2 separate regions of the Mus musculus genome follow, and region 1 is linked to region 2. A link is a contact called in public HiChIP or PLAC-seq data. All regions are on one chromosome and are shown on one strand. Each heading gives the region's core, a stretch centred on a gene start, on an enhancer-like site or on the middle of the called end of the contact. The rest is flanking DNA. Distances are from core to core; before and after follow the strand shown. Region 1 overlaps Skp2 (S-phase kinase-associated protein 2). Region 2 holds the start of Cplane1 (ciliogenesis and planar polarity effector 1).

Evidence for each region. HiChIP or PLAC-seq counts read pairs in DNA pulled down with a chosen protein or histone mark.
Region 1: a contact with region 2 is called in an H3K27ac HiChIP or PLAC-seq map of microglia, with 8 times the contacts expected there. The contact joins the enhancer-like site here to the promoter of Cplane1 in region 2. A contact is called at or near these places in 5 of 39 promoter capture datasets (the 3T3-L1 cell line, cranial neural crest, hematopoietic stem and progenitor cells and 2 more) and 2 of 115 datasets of contacts at active chromatin or transcription factors (bone marrow-derived macrophages and microglia).

The regions. Positions count from the first base shown.
Region 1 is chr15:9,121,773-9,124,472 of GRCm38.p6, reverse strand. It overlaps Skp2 (S-phase kinase-associated protein 2), which reads left to right. Exons shown (of 10, transcript NM_013787.3): 5 at 469-603; 6 at 2,138-2,236. Among named protein-coding and RNA genes, the nearest start is that of Skp2, 17 kb to the left of the region's middle. Within about 2 kb of position 1,277, at least 19 of the 459 cell types and tissues checked have an H3K27ac peak or open chromatin away from gene starts, as enhancers often do. A contact at or near this core is called in bone marrow-derived macrophages and microglia, where this site is marked.
Region 2 is chr15:8,167,822-8,170,696 of GRCm38.p6, reverse strand. It overlaps Cplane1 (ciliogenesis and planar polarity effector 1), which reads right to left and starts at 1,591. Exons shown (of 53, transcript NM_001162906.1): 1 at 1,208-1,591; 2 at 303-391.

The DNA of each region.
Region 1 (2,700 bases), core at 28-2,527, 950 kb before region 2:
TACTTTGATATTAGCATATCTAGTACTTTGATATTAGCATATCTAAAGCTAAACACTAGGCCTCCCATTAAAACTGGTTCATCTACTGTCCTCCTCCTCTTAGTAAACATGGTTGTTGCTCAGGTGCTCAACCTCAACCCGGACCAGCAGCCAGGAGTCATCATAGGCTTACCACACGCCCTGGGCACGTGTGGCTAGCTCATCTCCTAATAGCCACCTTTTAATTTTAGGAGTGCGACCGTGTTGGCAGTAACATCCATCCGTGCTTGGGAAATCTTGAGTTTTAAAAATGATTGAGGATAGGAGTTAGCTAGAAGCAATTTGTTTTCTGCTCAGCTCTTTCTCCAGTATTTAAAAGGGGTATTTATTTGTGCTCGGCTGTCATGTGCGGACAGGAAGGAGTCTGATGGAATCTGAGTGTACTTGTGTGAGTCACCTCACAGGGCCTCTTTTCTCTCGTATATACAGCTCTTTCCGGGTACAGCACATGGACCTGTCGAACTCAGTGATAAATGTGTCGAACCTCCATAAGATTCTGTCCGAGTGCTCCAAGCTGCAGAATCTAAGCCTGGAAGGCCTGCAGCTCTCAGACCCCATTGTCAAGTGAGTGACACCTGAAGTATGTCGTGAACACAGTCGCTTTGTGTGGCAGCGTTTCTTGTATATGACCACAGTGTCCTTGTGTACGTGTCCAGAAGGACAAACCAAATAACCAGAACTGTCTAAGATATTCAAGACAGCAGACACTTGAATGCTGACCATATGCCAGAACCTACTCTAGGTGTGAGAGAGAAAAGGGGTCAACAGTATGTGGTCTGCGCCTCCTTCATGGGTGAGGCAGATAACTACAGGGCAGAGTGTTGGTTAAATGCATTGCTGGCTATGTGGCAACATTCCGGGGGAACTGATTGAATGCAAGAAGGCAGGCTTCTCAGAGTACTGACTTGCAGGCTGGCCACTGACGATATTCAGGTAGGAGATCTCCAAAGCGATAGGACAGTAGAAGCAGCCTCAGGACAACTGCTGCTGTTCTGAATGCCTCACTAGCTGCTAGTAGCTGGAGCCTACACATCAGGGAGATGAGGAGGATCATGGCTATAGAATAATGGCTTTCTGTGGAGCCTCTGGTAGTTTGCAAAGAGGCCATGAAGCATGGTGCATCATGATTCTGGGAATGGAAGGACCATGTCAGATTGCAATGTACTTAATTAATTTGCTAGTTCCGTGCATGTGAGAACATTGCACTAGTCAGATGAGAAAAGAGGAAGCCTGATAGGAAAACCGGAACAAGAGTGAGAGCCATGCCAACCTAAGCATAATTCTGAGAGCAAGCTGTAAGTTCTCGACCTTTCCCACTATGTGAAAACTGAGGCACAGAAAGGCCAGATCGATTGTCCAAGTTCACACAGTGAATCAAACCAAACCAAGAATTAACTCCAGAACAATAGCTCATCACCACTAAGGGTCCCTAAGAGGAGAGGGTGAGCCTTTTAACATAAGAGATATATATACTCACTGGTGTTTCTTGTACATTTATGCTGCAAGTTCTTTGCAAATCCCTCAGTACAATGTGTCATTTAACCTTCTTCCCAACCCCAGCAAGAAGATGCTCTCGCCAGTTTGCAGATGTGTAGCCAAAGCAAGCCACTCAGCTGTGACTAGTGAAATATAGATCTTTTTTAAAGATTTATTTATTTATTTTTATGTATATGAGTGCACACTGTAGCTGTACAGATGGTTGTGAGCCTTCATCTGGCTGTTGGGAATTGAATTTAGGACCTCTGCTCATTCCAGCCACCCCGCCACCCTACCCCACAACCCCTGCTTGCCCAGTCCCTGTTGGCTCTGGCCCAAAGATTGATTTATTGCTATATGTAAGTACACTGTAGCTGTCTTTTGACACACCAGAAGAGGGTGTCAGATCTCATTATGGGTGGTTGTGAGCTACTATGTTGTTGCTGGGATTTGAACTCAGGACCTTCAGTAGAGCAGTCAGTGCTCTTATCCACTGAGCCATCTCACCAGCCTGAAATATAGATTTTGAAGCCCATTTCTGACTACAGTTGCACACACACAGGCACACACACCAGGACTCGCCATTGATGCAATGCATTCTTCCGGCATTTCTCTTTTCTAGGACTCTTGCACAGAATGAAAACTTGGTGCGACTAAACCTTTGTGGGTGCTCTGGGTTTTCTGAATCTGCCGTGGCGACTCTGCTAAGCAGCTGCTCCAGGTAGGAAAGCTCTGAGCTGTCACAGTGAAGCTTTGCCTCTGGGTGTCTGGATGGAGTGGCTCCACATTCTTGACTTGAGCAGTGTGGTGTCTTTGCCACTCCAACTTTCAGGCTAAGCTCAGTTTGTGGGGGTGGGGGGGGGGGGGAGGTGTTACCGTTTGTAACTATGTCTCCTTAGTGATCACTAGACGTTGACTTTGAAACTCTCTTGAGGCTCTCCTAGCAGGAGAGAATGGGGAGAAAGGCATTGTTAGAGCATCCTCTGTGGGTTTTAGAGGGCATTTGTGTTGATAGCCGTCTGTGCTAACAACAATGTAGCTTTGAGGAAGAGACATTGGAGCTACAGTTTCCAACCTGCATTCTCAAACGGAGGCTGGGGCCTTTGCCCAGATGACCGGGGACCTTTCAGTGTGTAGGAGTTCAGAGAAAGAAATGCCTTTTCAAATGAACAACACCAGGAATGG
Region 2 (2,875 bases), core at 342-2,841:
TAAAGCAAACGACCGTCAGCCCACACAGCTGTGAGCAAGTCCAAACTAGCTCACCTGAAGAAGCCTCCACAGTCCTGTTGCTACTGCACATGAAGTTGCAGCTACTCCAGAGGCTGAGGCAGGAAGACCAAATTCAAGGCTTCTCTGCCCAGACCTGAATTTATGGCCAGCCCGACCCTGCCTCAAAATGAAAAGAGCTGCCATACCACTGTTTTGGCACGTGAGGTGGGGGGGGGACATTTTTTTCAACTCAGGTTCTTCCCAAATGATTCTGGTTTGTGATAAATGGACATGAAACTAACCAACCAGTGTCAGCGAAGAATCAGAAGCTCAGGTGTTCCAAATGAAGGATGATTTAACCACACAAGGCGGCCAAATGAAGCATTTTATTCTGCATCAAAAAACAAAACAAAAATGCTATATTATTCAATGCCAAGTTTCCTAAATTTGATGACTACTCATGTAAAATAGCATTACCAGAAATATGCATTATTCTGAGTATGACAAGTGAATATAAGACTATTTAATATACGCAATCATCTTCAAATCAAAAGCTATTTCTAGGTAGTTTAATAATTCCTAAATACTATACATATGCACATGTAAAGAGAAAAATAAGGTACAGCAAAACATAAGGAACTGGTTAATCTAAAATACATATTTAATTACATTATGCAACTTTAAATGCAAAATTGATAAAAGGCAACAGGAGAAAACCCAGCACGACTGAGTTAATCATCGTTAGATTCTACTGGTGACAGCAACTTGTTAGTTTTGGTTTTGAGGGATTAATTGTATTATGTTTTTTGTCTAATGAGTCCTTCTAGATGTGAAAGACACTTAAAGATTTATGCAAAGGATTTGTTTGGGAAAAGATAGACATATTTTTTTTTTCAAGTAAAGCATAAAAGATAGAAAGACAGCAAACCCACTTCAAGATTTCAGTACGGTGCGCTACAGAATCACGTACAACCTCCCGTCACTTAGAATTCTAACAATCACCTCTCTCCTGGGATGCAGCAAACACCATTTTCTGACGCATACTGCAAAGCCTCTCAAAACACTGATGCTACTGGATAGACCAAGCACTACACAACAGACACTGCAGATGGAAGAACTGATTTTTAAAAAAAATCCGCTCCATGGCGCAAAAATATATGTATGACAGGAGTAATCTGCCCAGTCTACGGGAACCGGGGAAAGGTACCTTTATTTCAAACAAATCGGAGCATACAATTTCAAGAAAATCGCTGACGTCCCGGGCGGGGTTTGTGCTACGGAGGATGCTAGGAACCCGCGTCCATCCCTCACTGCTCTGCCGTCCGCTGGGGTCTCCTCAGAGGTTTCCTCGTGGCTGTGGCCGCAGAGTCCTGCCCGGAGGTCCCCTGTGGAGGTGTGAGGGGCCACGGCGGGGAGGGGACGCCTGCGACCCAAAGAAGGACCTGGGCGGGACGGCGGGCGGCCGCGAGGAAAACGGAAGTCCCCACAGCTAGCCCGGAGACCCTGGGAGGCGGGGGGCACGGGGACCGAGCCCCTGGGGAAGGTCCCAAGGCCGCCACCTCCCACCGAGGACCGCAGAGGCTGCGAAGCCGCTGAGCCCTGGAGGAGGCCGCGCCCGCCACCCCAGAGCCGTGTCCAGGCGACGCGTGGGCGGGGCCGCCCCACTGCGCATGCTCCATGCCGCTCCGTGGGCGGGCACCTGACGGATCCCCGCCCGCCCCGCCTCCTCGGCGTAGCCAGCTTTGCGCCGGGGTTCTGGGAGAGCGCTGCAAGCCTGCCAGAGTGGGTTACCTCCACCGAGTCTGTCCTGCCCTCCTGCTCTCTCCTCAGCTCGGTAGTCCTTTCTCTCTCCATCCATCCCTGGCTTCCCCTCGTGCAAGACTTTTGAGTTTCCGAGCTCTCCGTGGAGCTTGGCATGAGAATGCCTTAAGAACCAACATTTAGATCTGCGCTGTTAAGAGCAGTTGTTGCCTTTGTGGAGGACCCGATTTCAGAGTCCCAGCACCTACGACATAACCCTGAGTAACTCCAGTTCCAGGGCATCTGACACTCTTTTGTGGCTTCTGTGGGCACCAGCTACAAAGGTGGTGCACATACATACACGTAGGCAAAACACTCATAAAATAACAAGTTAAAAAACAACAACAACGGGCTGGTGAGATGGCTCAGCGGTTAAGAGCACCGACTGCTCTTCCAAAGGTCCTGAGTTCAAATCCCTGCAACCACATGGTAGCTCACAACCATCCATAACAAAAATCTGATGCTCTCTTCTGGAGTGTCTGAAGACAACAGTGCACACACATATAATAGATAAATAAACAAACAAACAAACAAAAACCAACAACAACAACAACAAAAACTTGCCGGGCAGTGGTGGCACGCCTTTAATCCCAGCACTTGGGAGGCAGAGGCAGGCGGATTTCTGAGTTCGAGGCCAGCCTGGTCTACAGAGTGAGTTCCAGGACAGCCAGGGCTACACAGAGAAACCCTGTCTCAAAAAACCAAAAAAAAAAAAAAAAAGTCTCTAGCCAAAACTTCAGCTAAAATTAGACAATAAATCGTGTTGGTCATGGAATTCTTCACATGTCATGAAGGATTTATCACAATTGGTTATCGATCAAATTAACTCATAAAAAGAATACTCGTCTTTTACCTGCTCAAACAAGGAGCAAAAGTTCAACCTTAACTCATCTGTGCACTTTGCACAATCCACACAGGTATCTTACAGTACTAAACTGTTGGTTGTAAGATTCACGTATTGCTGAATGTGCAGCTCTGACAAGGTTCATCCGCATGGACGCTGAAATGAGCTGCTGCTCCAGCCCCCTCCCTTCTGATGCTGTCTCCAGAGACTTGCTTCTAGAGCAGCTTCAGG